2 separate regions of the Mus musculus genome follow, and region 2 is linked to region 1. A link is a contact called in public HiChIP or PLAC-seq data. All regions are on one chromosome and are shown on one strand. The core of a region is the stretch at or near the end of the contact, and the rest is flanking DNA. Distances in the headings are between cores, read along the strand shown.

Region 1 (5,428 bases), core at 1,667-4,166:
CTCCAGGGGTATGAAGTCTGTCACAAGAAGCTAGACCAAGACTGAAGAGAACAAAGTGTGTGATGGCACAAGCTGTAATGGTAGAAACTGGAGGCTCAATTCAAATGTTCCACTACCTGCAAGGAACCCCACAGGCCCCACCCACCTGAGAGTCACAGCCACGCCTGGGCTTAGGAGCCCCACACACTGACAGCACCAGCTGCATTTCCTGGTGAGTCTTTGAGCTTTTGCTAAACTGTAACTCTCTTATTTATTACACTCCGGTCTTGATCTGGGGGTTACCAGTAAAAGCTTGCCCAGCTTGGCTAGGTGCCTGAGACCTCATCACATTGGTTCTCAGAGAAAGGATTAATGATGTGGTCCTGTTGTGAGGTCTGTTGAGTGGGGCAACTTGCTGAGGGGAGGCGGCTTGCTGAGGGGAGTGGCCTGTGCAGAGCATGGAGGTGCTGCAGGCTTTAGTCAGCATTCACCTGGGGCTGCTTTCACTGGAGAACACACACACAGGATAGCAGGAGGGCAGGCTGACCCCACTCCTTTCTAGTGTCTCATTAGCATCCATCAATCAATGGCAACAGATGCCTGATTGGCCTTTCTGCTTCCTTCACCTTTCTCTTGAGTGAAGGCTGGCCCTGTTTCACAGAGATATTGTTGGACAATTTTTTTCACATCACACACCCAACCAACCCACAGGCTGGACACAGCATTGGCTCTGTGAGGTGAGGATGATGCTGTGTGGGTCCCAAGATGCCAGGAGATGCCATCTACAAGCTGGTACACAGGTTGCTGTGTTATTTTCCTAATTCAGCACAGCATGAACTGTGAGGCAGGAAGGAGACAGACTGGCATGGCTGTGGTCTGGATGCAGACACCTGGGGTCACAGGGGTGTAGTGCCTGTTGGTTTTTTATGACAGATCCTCCATGGTAATGAGGACCGGAAGGATGGCAGCCGCTGCTACTGAACACGAGAGGCCCTTGTGAGCACAGACTGAGGAGACAAGGGGCCACTGATGGAATATTGATTTCTGGTGTTTGTTTACAGCACTGTCTGGTTCAGGATCAGCCATCAGCAGAGTAGTAGCTTAGGGGGGCCACCACCGTGGGGGTCTCCAACCCTGCCACATTGTTGGTCTTCTCAGGTTCAGCTGAGCCCCTTCTCCATCCCTTCTGTGTGCAGGTGCCTCCTCAGCACTTGGTCCTCTTGCTTCTGCCCCAGTTGTGCATTGGTCCTTTTGCTCCTGCAGTTGATTCCTGGGGATTTCCCGATCATCTCACTTCCTGATGCCTCCCTCCCTCCCTGACCAGCAGTTAAGGTGGCTTCGTACTGTGTGAGGACAGGAGGACTCCTCTGCAGGGAGCCATGTCCAGGTCTGAGGTGTGTTTGGGGATGGTACTCTCAACCTGACTTGGGCAAAGGCTGTTTATGACAGATTCAGGAGCAGTGTCTGTGAAGGTTTGGGGGAGTGAAAAGCTTCATGCGGGGGCTTGAGGAGAAACACAGTGGGGGTCAACAGGCCTGAGGACTGGAATGCCGAATGCCTAGTCTGTGCTGTGGCTGGTCCGTCTCACAAGGTTGACGGGAGATTTCAGGGCAAGCTGCCTAGCACGATAGTTTATGTCTCAGTGAATGAGGTAGAGAACAGTCAGAGAAGACTCCCCATGCCAGCCTCAGTCTCCACACAATCAACATACGTGGACATCAACCTGCACACTCATGCACCTATACACATGTGAGCATGCGTGCGCGCATGTGCACACATGCACGCGCGTGCGAACACACACACACACACACACACACACACACACACACACACACACATGTACAACACACATACACACATGGAAATGAAAAGAAACACAGCAGGTGCCCAGCCTAGGGTCTTCCACATGCATTGTGTTCACGCAGCAGCCCATGGCTCACGGAGTGCAAGGGAGGGCAGAGGTATTCTGTCCTCCAGGCCTCCTCCTGGTAGCAGAAACAGACAGACTTTGGCCAGTCTCTACCTTTCCAGGCTGCCTTCACCTTTGTTTGTGCCAATCATAGCCCTAAGTCAGGAGCACAGATGCTGCCCGAGGCAAGGTACAATCAGACAGAAAGCAAGCAGGGTGTGGGCCTTCTGAGTCTGGGGCAGGGGAATACCTTGGAGGTATAACATTGCAAAGAGCTTCCTGACTCCTTGGGCTGGTGAGTGGGGAAAGCCAGAGGCTAGCCCACAGTGTTTCAGTGGGCTTTCCAGAGTTGGACCTGGTAAACTTCCCTCTCTTTTCTTCAGCCACTGTGTCTTGCTGAACACCCTTCCTTGCTGTTTGAAGTGTCTTCTTCCTCTTCCTTAGGGATGGACTCTGGCTGTATAACCCCCTGTCCACTCCACCCCTGTCAGCATCTGCAGTCTCACACTGTCTCATGCCTTCTCTCTAAGCTCTTTTGTCTATGTCCTTTTCCTCTCCCAACCTCTTTTGTGTGCCCTTTCCAGAGACCTCCTGGGGACTAAAAATGGAGGAGACTCTCCCTTCCACCCTCCCTCCTCACCCCATTGCTCCACCCTTAACCCCCTCCCCCAAGTACTAGGGGAGATATATATCTTAAGGTGGGCCGTGGGCAAGCAGTTCGTGCGGTGCTGTTTATTAATCCGTGGTTATGCAGGTAGGAGCATCAATGTCCCAAAGAGACATTAACGCAGCATCCACCCCTTCCATCCAAAGCAGCAGCTGGGGCCCAGAGTGGAACTGAGTTATAATACAGAGGCACAAAGCAAGACGCAGGGTGACTTCTGTGTCCACTGCTGTCTGGCTGCTCTGTGTCGGGAGCATGAGCGAAGGCGGAAGGCTACTGTTCCGACGTGCACCCTACCCTGCTGTGAAAGCTAATTGCGTTGCAGGAGTAAACGGCGACTGGCTGTTCTCACCGCTCTTATTAATAACCATTTATTAGCTGTCCACAGTAAGCAGCCAAGGTCTGAGTCAGCACATGGAGCTGAGCCTCCTATTTATCCAGCACGGTTTTCAGGGCATCGATCTGAGCCTGTTTTTTATTGTTCCTCTTGTTGAGTTTATGTAGACCAGTGTTTGTACAAATGCTATTTATACACCAGGCAGAGACAGATTGCGCTGAAGAGAATTCCGTTCCACACGTCCTCTTTGCACGTGAAGGGCATTCAGGACGCAGTGTTCCAGACCCCAGACCCATTCTTCCCTCACTATGCGTGCCTCCAGGAGACCAGCAGTGCTGGAGGCATCCTTCCAGGTTCCTGTTGATGAGCACACAGAAGGAACAGTGTTATGCTCAGCAGTCAGCACTTTTTCACTTCCGATGTCTTTAGAATAAATAAGACAGATTCAGGTGTCCAGCCATACCTGGGGTTTAGTCTTCCTCACAGAGCCTCTGGCTTTGCTTTGGGAAACAGTGCTGAGGGTCATCTTCTCCCAGTGTGTGTGTGTGTGTGTGTGTGGTGGTGTGTGTGTGGTGGGTGGTGTGTGTGTGTGTGGTGTGTAGTGTGTATGTGTGTGTGTGTGGTGTGTATGTGTATGTGTGGTGTGTGTGGTGTGTATGTGTATGTGTGGTGTGTGTGTATGTGTGTGTGTGTGTGTGCTGTGTGTGTATTTGTGTAAGTGGTGTGTGTCTGTGTGGTATGTGTGTTTGTGTGTGCGTGTGTCTGTGGTGTGATGTGTATGTGCGTGTGGTGTGTATGTGTTTGTGCATGTGGTGTGTGTGTCTGTGTGGTATGTGTGTTTGTGTGTGTGTATGGTGTGTATGTGTGTGTTATGTGTATGTGTTTTATGTGTGTGTGTGTGTATGTGTGTGTGTGCATGTGTGTGTATCAGAACACATACAACCTTGGCTGTCATCTGATTCCTCAGGGACGTTTACTTTGTTTTTTTAGATCACTGGCCTAGAACTTTCCAAGCAGTCTAGACTGTGCTTCTGTGGTATCTGAAGGTCTTTGCTGGGCCAGGCCTTCTTCCTCTGGGCACCTCACATTTATTAAGTGGCACAAACTTCATCATACTTCAGAATAGGCTGATTTTTACAGAAACGCAGATACTTTGTAATTCAGATCTGAAATTCAAGCTCACGAGGCCAATGGGCAGCACCCAGGAAATGCGGCCATGAGATGTTATGCTATCGTTGGGATTGACTCGACAGCCATCATAAGCTCCTATGTGCATGCCATTGGCTGAGGGATGCTTTTCCCTGCTACACATACCCAGCTTCCCAGAATGAGATCCACATTGGTGTCATGGACTCCCCAAGGCCCTAATGAAAAACTGCTCTGGAAGTTGCCAAGGTGACATGGTTTCCTTGGCTAAACCCCAGGAATCATCCATTCTACACATATATCACCAGTCCAGGGTTTGGAGAAAACCTTGGGACTATGCTGACTGATTGGCTGGCCCCACGACTATGTGACCTTAGGCAGGGAAGAGAGTCCTGGCTTCATCTGATACTTGCACATGTAGAAGCCGACACTACTGTCTCCTCTTGCTGCACTGGTGGCCCTGTTATCTGCAACACTGCCCTGCTTCTCTGAAGGTAGAGCAGAGAGTATCTGCTTCTGTGAGGAGAGTGACAGCTCAGGCATCGTCTGTGGTCAAGACTCTCTGGGAGGGCATGGCATAACCCTGAGCCCACCAACTCAAGTGATTGACAGACGTTAATGAGCACAGTGCTGAGTGTTTGCTGAGTCTGTGCGACTTTGGGAAGGAAGCCCTTGATATTTACCGGGGAATGCCCTCTCATTAATCCTGTGAAATGAAACCTGGCTGAGGCAGCACAGAGGGAGCCCGCTCTCAGTTCCCTTTGGACCAGTGTTTACTTCTGATCTCACATGCTCCCTGTCCACCCTGGCTGCTGTTATCAGAATTCCAGCCACAAAAGGGAAAATACTTCGTTCTGGGCAACCAAATCTCAAACATGGAGAGCATTGTTTCTGAAGCGTGGTGGCTGCTTCTCACAGTGGGGGATATTATTGTTAGAATACATTTTGTGACCATAAAAATGTCGTTTATTATTAAATAGTTTGCAAGAGTATTTTACAGCAGAGAGTTGGTTTCCACATTCGTTGGTTCATGGATTTGGTGTGTATAATGAGTTTGAAGCTGCGTGTATGGCCAGTATCCCACACGTAGCTGTGACATGTGTAAGAAAAATATATTTTCTTTCTCCTACTACTTAAAGCAGAAAGGTTAAGACCGTGACTTACAGATTAGAGATGAATGTTAGCGTGACAGGCTCTCCTTCATACTTTCCTACAGTGTTGCTGTGTTTAACTCTGTCCAATGTTTTCACATATATATTTTCTGCTTCCTGTTTCTCACATCATTTTGTGCATTGATAACTAATTAATAATACAGTCATATAAAGTATGCATGCCAGACAGATGAAGGTTCACGAGCTATCTATAGGGTCTGGGCTACATAAGCCACTGAAAG
Region 2 (5,428 bases), core at 1,664-4,163, 390 kb after region 1:
ACACATATGTACAGTCAGTGCAAACACTGACCATCTCCTCTCCTCACACTCTAAAGGCATAGACTGGACTAATTAATTCTCAACAGTCTTTTCTAAAGTTGGTTGGTCTTCCTGGCTAGGATATTACTTGATGTACTGGACAATGTATTCACTCATGTGAAACTTAATTAGATAGACTTTGACCTGCAACACTTCTGGACTTGTTTTGAAGGGATAGCGATAATAGGTCAGGTAGAGTGCCTGACAAGCATGCATGAGGCCCAGAGTTCAATAACCAGGATCTTAAGAGAAAAAGGGTATTGCTTATTCAGCACAGGCATGGTGACTCATGCTGTGATTCCAGCATGTGGGCAAGGCAGGAGGGATCAGGAGCTCAGAGCCAACCTGGGCTTTTCGGACTCCCTGGTCTTCAGAGCAAACAAGAAAAGAACTGCTTTGTTGAATTTCCAAACTACTTTGTAAGAAGTGCCTGTGATCCCCCATCTCTGAGCTACCCAGACTGATGGTCCAGCTTATTTCCTGCCTACCAGTGTGGAAAGGAAACAGGCAAGCAACCTCAGCATGGTTAGTCTCAAATTATCTTCCCCCTGTAATTTCTAGTTCACATGCCTTCTGTCCGAACAAAGAAGGGACGTTGATTTCTACCAGGCAGCACTCACCTTCAAAGGGACTGTGCTGGGTGGAAACAGCCTGTTCACATCAAAGGTAAATCATTTGCAGACGAGGGGCCTGAGACCCAATGCATGAGGCTTTTACAGCCTGGATGATACCTGAACACGATTCCTAAGCTTGAATGGAGCCATGCTACCCTGAAAATGAGAACAGTCAACTCATCACAATCCAGTGTGGTTCATGGAGTCTACCTGAGTGTATGCAAGGCTGTCCATGTGTAAGTCACACACTGCTCAGCAGGTGCTTCACGAGAGAGACATGGAGGAAGGGCGTGTGCTAGGGGCAGATAACGTGAGCTGCTGATGTGTAAGTTCTCAGGCCAGGGGATTGTCTGGCAGCACACATGACTACAATAAAAACAGTGTTGGTTTGCTTGATCCAAGGCTCCACTCCGCCCTACTTTGCTATAGTTTATGGGCTTGATGGATGGAATGGGGCTCACTCGTAGCTCATTTCACCGAAGCCTGCCAGTATGTGCTGGTAATGCTTTGTGTAAGAATGCAGTTTGTTGATCCCTGGGACAGCCCAATGGCTGCTCAAATTGGCAAACAAGATGACTTTCCAGGCCCAGAATGGCTTATTTAGGCTTTGCGTAGAAATCTGCCGAAGCTGGATATATCTGTGTACCTGCAGCCTGGTTTCCAGACCATTAAAGCACATCTGTTACAGTGAAAAATTGGCAGCGGAAAGGTAGAAAGCAGGCCAGTGACTCACATACACATATGTACCCATGTACTTGCCCATGTACACACACACGCACTCACTACACATACATAAACACTCATACAGTTCACTCACACACACCCAGCCGTACACACACATACACACCCCTCCCACACAGAATCACTAGGATGATCAAGAATCATAGTTGTAGACGGCTGTGTCGCTCCAGTTGCTCACCGACTGTCTATAAAGCCCGACTCAACTCACAGGCTAACAAGACTGACCAATGCCCAGGCATCAAGGAGTAGATATCACAGTGGCTGGTCCCAGTTCTGTCCTGCTTCATCTGTTTACAGTAATCCCTTGCTTAATTGAAATGGCCGTTAAACCAATCAGAAAAAAAAAAGATAATAGATGTGAACCTCCTTAATACTTACAGAACTCTGAAGTCGGTGGTATGTGAAGGTGCTTCTCCATTCACAAAGAATTGTGTCTTGTGAAATCACGTCAGACTGAAGATAACAAGGTTACACTGAACACCACAGCTCAGCCCGACCTGTCTTGACATCTTTGGCATACCTGTATTAGTGCAATGTTGGGCCACCGCCTTGCAGAATGCTATATGACATAGCAATGCTCCAATGCCAGTATCTGAGACTTCTGGCAATACAGTCTGTGGCTTGAGTCCCCTGGCAGTCAGTCCCATGGCTTCTCTGTATCTTGAGGAAACTGTACCTTGTATTGCAAGCTTGGAAAAATTCAATGTTCAAAGTGTGAAGTATGCTTTCTGGCAAAATGTGCATCATGCTCTGTTGCCATGGTAAAATATAAGAGATAATCACGTGGCTTATACACAGGATGCCTTTGCACACGAGGACGCGTGCATCCTGGAAACTTCCCAGTATTTTCATCATATCGTTTCTGAACCCAAACTATGGTTTTTCCATTTAAAAGAAGAGAGGTCTATGGTCTATGGTTTTTCCATTTAAAAGAAGAGAGGATGATGGTCTGGGATTTTTCTAGGCTTGGACATTGTATTTGAGAGTTTCTTGTTCTAGGGCCAAGCATCTGACATGAAACAACATAAAGAAAGGGTTACTGGGCATCATGATATGAAGGACAGTTCATCCCAGCTGGGAAGGAATGGCAGCCAGAGCTTGAGGCAGCCGGTCACATCTCTGGGAACCAGGAAACACAAAATCAAACAGGTTGGCCAATGCATGTAAAATTCAGTTCTTCCAGCTATACCAGTAGCATCTAGGGAGCAAGTGTTTAAACGTGTGAGTCTGCAGGGGACATTTTACATACAAAGCACGAGGAAAGTAAATGAGGGGCAGACAACCCTCGGGAATCGCACACAGACAAGCCTTAGGGGTACAAAGCACAAAGGAACAAGGGCATGTTGTCCAATGAGCTTCAGTCATACATAGGGTTAATCTGTGTGTCAAATCCTGGTTTCATCCACTCACAGTTCCCAGACCTACAAACAGTTGTCCTGGCAAGAGATCTTACGGCTCTCTATGGCAACCTCCCCCAAACTACATTTGATCCAACTGCATCTGCAGTACAAAAGGAAGAGCTGTTCATTCCCAAGGAAAATCGATGGCAGGTGGATGGGGGCTAGAGGTCAGAGGCAGAGAAGTGAGCATTGCCTAATGCCACACTGAAGATCAGCGATGACCTAAAACTTAGTATTCTAGACATGTTCTTGTAATAAAATTAATCTTAGCTTAAAGGGGAAACGCAGTGGTGGGTTGAGGGGTGTTATGGTAAATTACCATGGAACTGGGAACTGAGAACTAATCAGGAATAATGAAGAAAATGAGCACAGGGCATGAATGAAGAGAGGAGAATTGACCCAAATTACATGGCTACAGAATTTGGAATATCGGGAACCCGGGGGCATGGCTGTGCCTTTTTCTGACTTTAAGAGTATCTAAATCTACGGCTGCTTGGATTTTTCTGAATGACAGGAGGCAATATCCTGCCTTGTGGGGAATCTTTGGACCCTTCAGTTAATATGCTAGGAGACTTAATATTCTGGGGATGAAAGGCTTTGGATGAACATGAGATGTTATCAAAGCTATACATATTTTAAAGCCCCAGGATTCCAATTGGGTTTGCCCTTTTCAGATGCCCACTGAATAGTTTAAATGCTTCCAACGTGACTTTGAAGTTCTATTAAGGACAACCGGAAGATCAAAAGCACAAATCCAGGGCCATGGAGACGTCATAGAGAAGGGTAGGCTCTGCCAGCCATCGTGACAAGCATTAGACAACCTTTCACACACCACTGAATTTTTGAAATAAAAAAAAATAGAGAGAGAGATCTGCACAAATCAGACCGTTCCTATGACACCAAAAATTAGCAGTTAGCATTTGTGTGCTCACCCATGACAGTCTCTCTAAATATATAAATATCATAAAGACACCTAAGATCAGTGCCAGCTATCATCAATGTCCATACTAACAGATATGTCACATCAGGAAAATAAAACAGAGATGCTCTGTTCTGTGTTTGATAATTTACACATACAATGTGTCATTTGTAGTATCCACAGTTTCCGTTGTAGATGATGCATGGTGTTAGGAACCTGAAGTGTGTGTATTAGTGAGGGTGGCTCTACAGTTTTTGGTGCCTGCTTTTGCTTCTGCGTTTTCATCTTGTTTGGGGGTGTGCCTGTAGTAATATAGAGGGTAAACACAGGCACGGAGTCTGAGGATTACGCTTGTTGCCATCTGGTCTAAGCCTCAAGTAAGGAATAGACATTTGTCTGCCTTCAACTTTTCTGAGTTATAAAGGAATGTGGATGGCATAATCGAATCCCTTCCTCCCGCTGTGCACACACAATGGTTTGCCCGGGTTACATAGCTGTGAGTGGGATTCTGGCTCCTAGAACTGCACGTTTCCATCTTCCCAAGGTGCTGACTGCAGATTCCCTGCAGCATCTGGACCCCCCCCCCCCACACCCACACCCACAGGCAGGACCAAGAAGCCCTGTCTTGCAGCCTTCCTGCCAGCACGGAACTTCCTCATGGCCTGTTCTCCCCCTTACAGTGGCTGTTTCCATCTGGCTTACTGGCCGTGTTTGTATTCACGGTGTAGATCATGTTTGGGAGTGCGATAGATATTCGCATCTCCACTCTGAGTTGCCTTTCTGTGTGTCGTGCTTGCTGATTTTAAAAGCTCTCCGCTCCTGATCTACGCTAACAAATCCTGCAGCCTGTCATTTATGTTAAACATTTATGGTGCTGCTTGCAATAGGAGGGTTTTATATATTTGAGATGATCAGATTCACTTGCTTGTTTACTGCTTGAGAATATGCCTCAAAATAGCTTACATTTTTAGAACAAATTGCTGAAGAATGACTTTGTGATTTCTGGGACTGTGGGAAGGGGAGCTAGTGTTCTTTTTCTACAATCAGTTTCTTTCTTTCTTTCTTTCTTTCTTCCTTTCTTCCTTTCTTTCTTTCTTTCTTTCTTTCTTTCTTTCTTTCTTCCTTTCTTTCTTTCTTTCTTTCTTTCTTTTTACCTTTTGGTTTTTTTTTAGAGACGGAGTTTGTCTGTATAGCCCTGGCTGTCCTGGAACTCACTCTGTAAACTAGGCTGGCCTCAAACTCTGAAATCCACCTGCCTCTGCCTCCCAAGTGCTTGGATTAAAGGCGTGTGCCCCACTGTCCCGCAACAGTCAGTTTCTTAACCCTCTGAAATTCATATTTCTGTTCTGTGGGAGTTGTGGATCTTGTTTTCTTTTTCCCAATGGGCAGTTAGTGGTCTTGGTTCCTTTTTTTTTTTTTTTTTTTTTTTGAGAAACTCTGATTTTTCTGACCTCAAATGCAGGTCTCTGTTTACTCTTTAACCAATAGCATGGGCTTTAAGCTTGTGATTTGAAAGCCTGTAGACTCATGTGCACTCATTAGTCAGAAAAAAAAAAAAGATTTGCTCGACTATTTTGATGTAGAAATATAGCACAGAGTGAGTAAAGCAGCCTCCCCTCCCTTATACAGCCTCCCTTCCTTACCCAGCCTCCCTTCCTTACCCAGCCTCCCCTCCTTACCCAGCCTCCCTTCCTTACCCAGCCTCCCCTCCTTAC

Evidence for each region. HiChIP or PLAC-seq counts read pairs in DNA pulled down with a chosen protein or histone mark.
Region 2: a contact with region 1 is called in an H3K27ac HiChIP or PLAC-seq map of VIP interneurons, with 6 times the contacts expected there. The contact joins two enhancer-like sites. A contact is called at or near these places in 1 of 39 promoter capture datasets (maxillary cranial neural crest), 2 of 484 Hi-C or Micro-C datasets (cerebellum and cerebral cortex) and 3 of 115 datasets of contacts at active chromatin or transcription factors (VIP interneurons, embryonic forebrain and embryonic limb bud).

The regions. Positions count from the first base shown.
Region 1 is chr13:69,821,200-69,826,627 of GRCm38.p6, forward strand. No RefSeq gene overlaps it. Among named protein-coding and RNA genes, the nearest start is that of Med10, 14 kb to the left of the region's middle. Within about 2 kb of position 2,917, at least 24 of the 459 cell types and tissues checked have an H3K27ac peak or open chromatin away from gene starts, as enhancers often do. A contact at or near this core is called in VIP interneurons, where this site is marked.
Region 2 is chr13:70,213,513-70,218,940 of GRCm38.p6, forward strand. No RefSeq gene overlaps it. Among named protein-coding and RNA genes, the nearest start is that of 4930520P13Rik, 17 kb to the right of the region's middle. Within about 2 kb of position 2,914, at least 10 of the 459 cell types and tissues checked have an H3K27ac peak or open chromatin away from gene starts, as enhancers often do. A contact at or near this core is called in VIP interneurons, where this site is marked.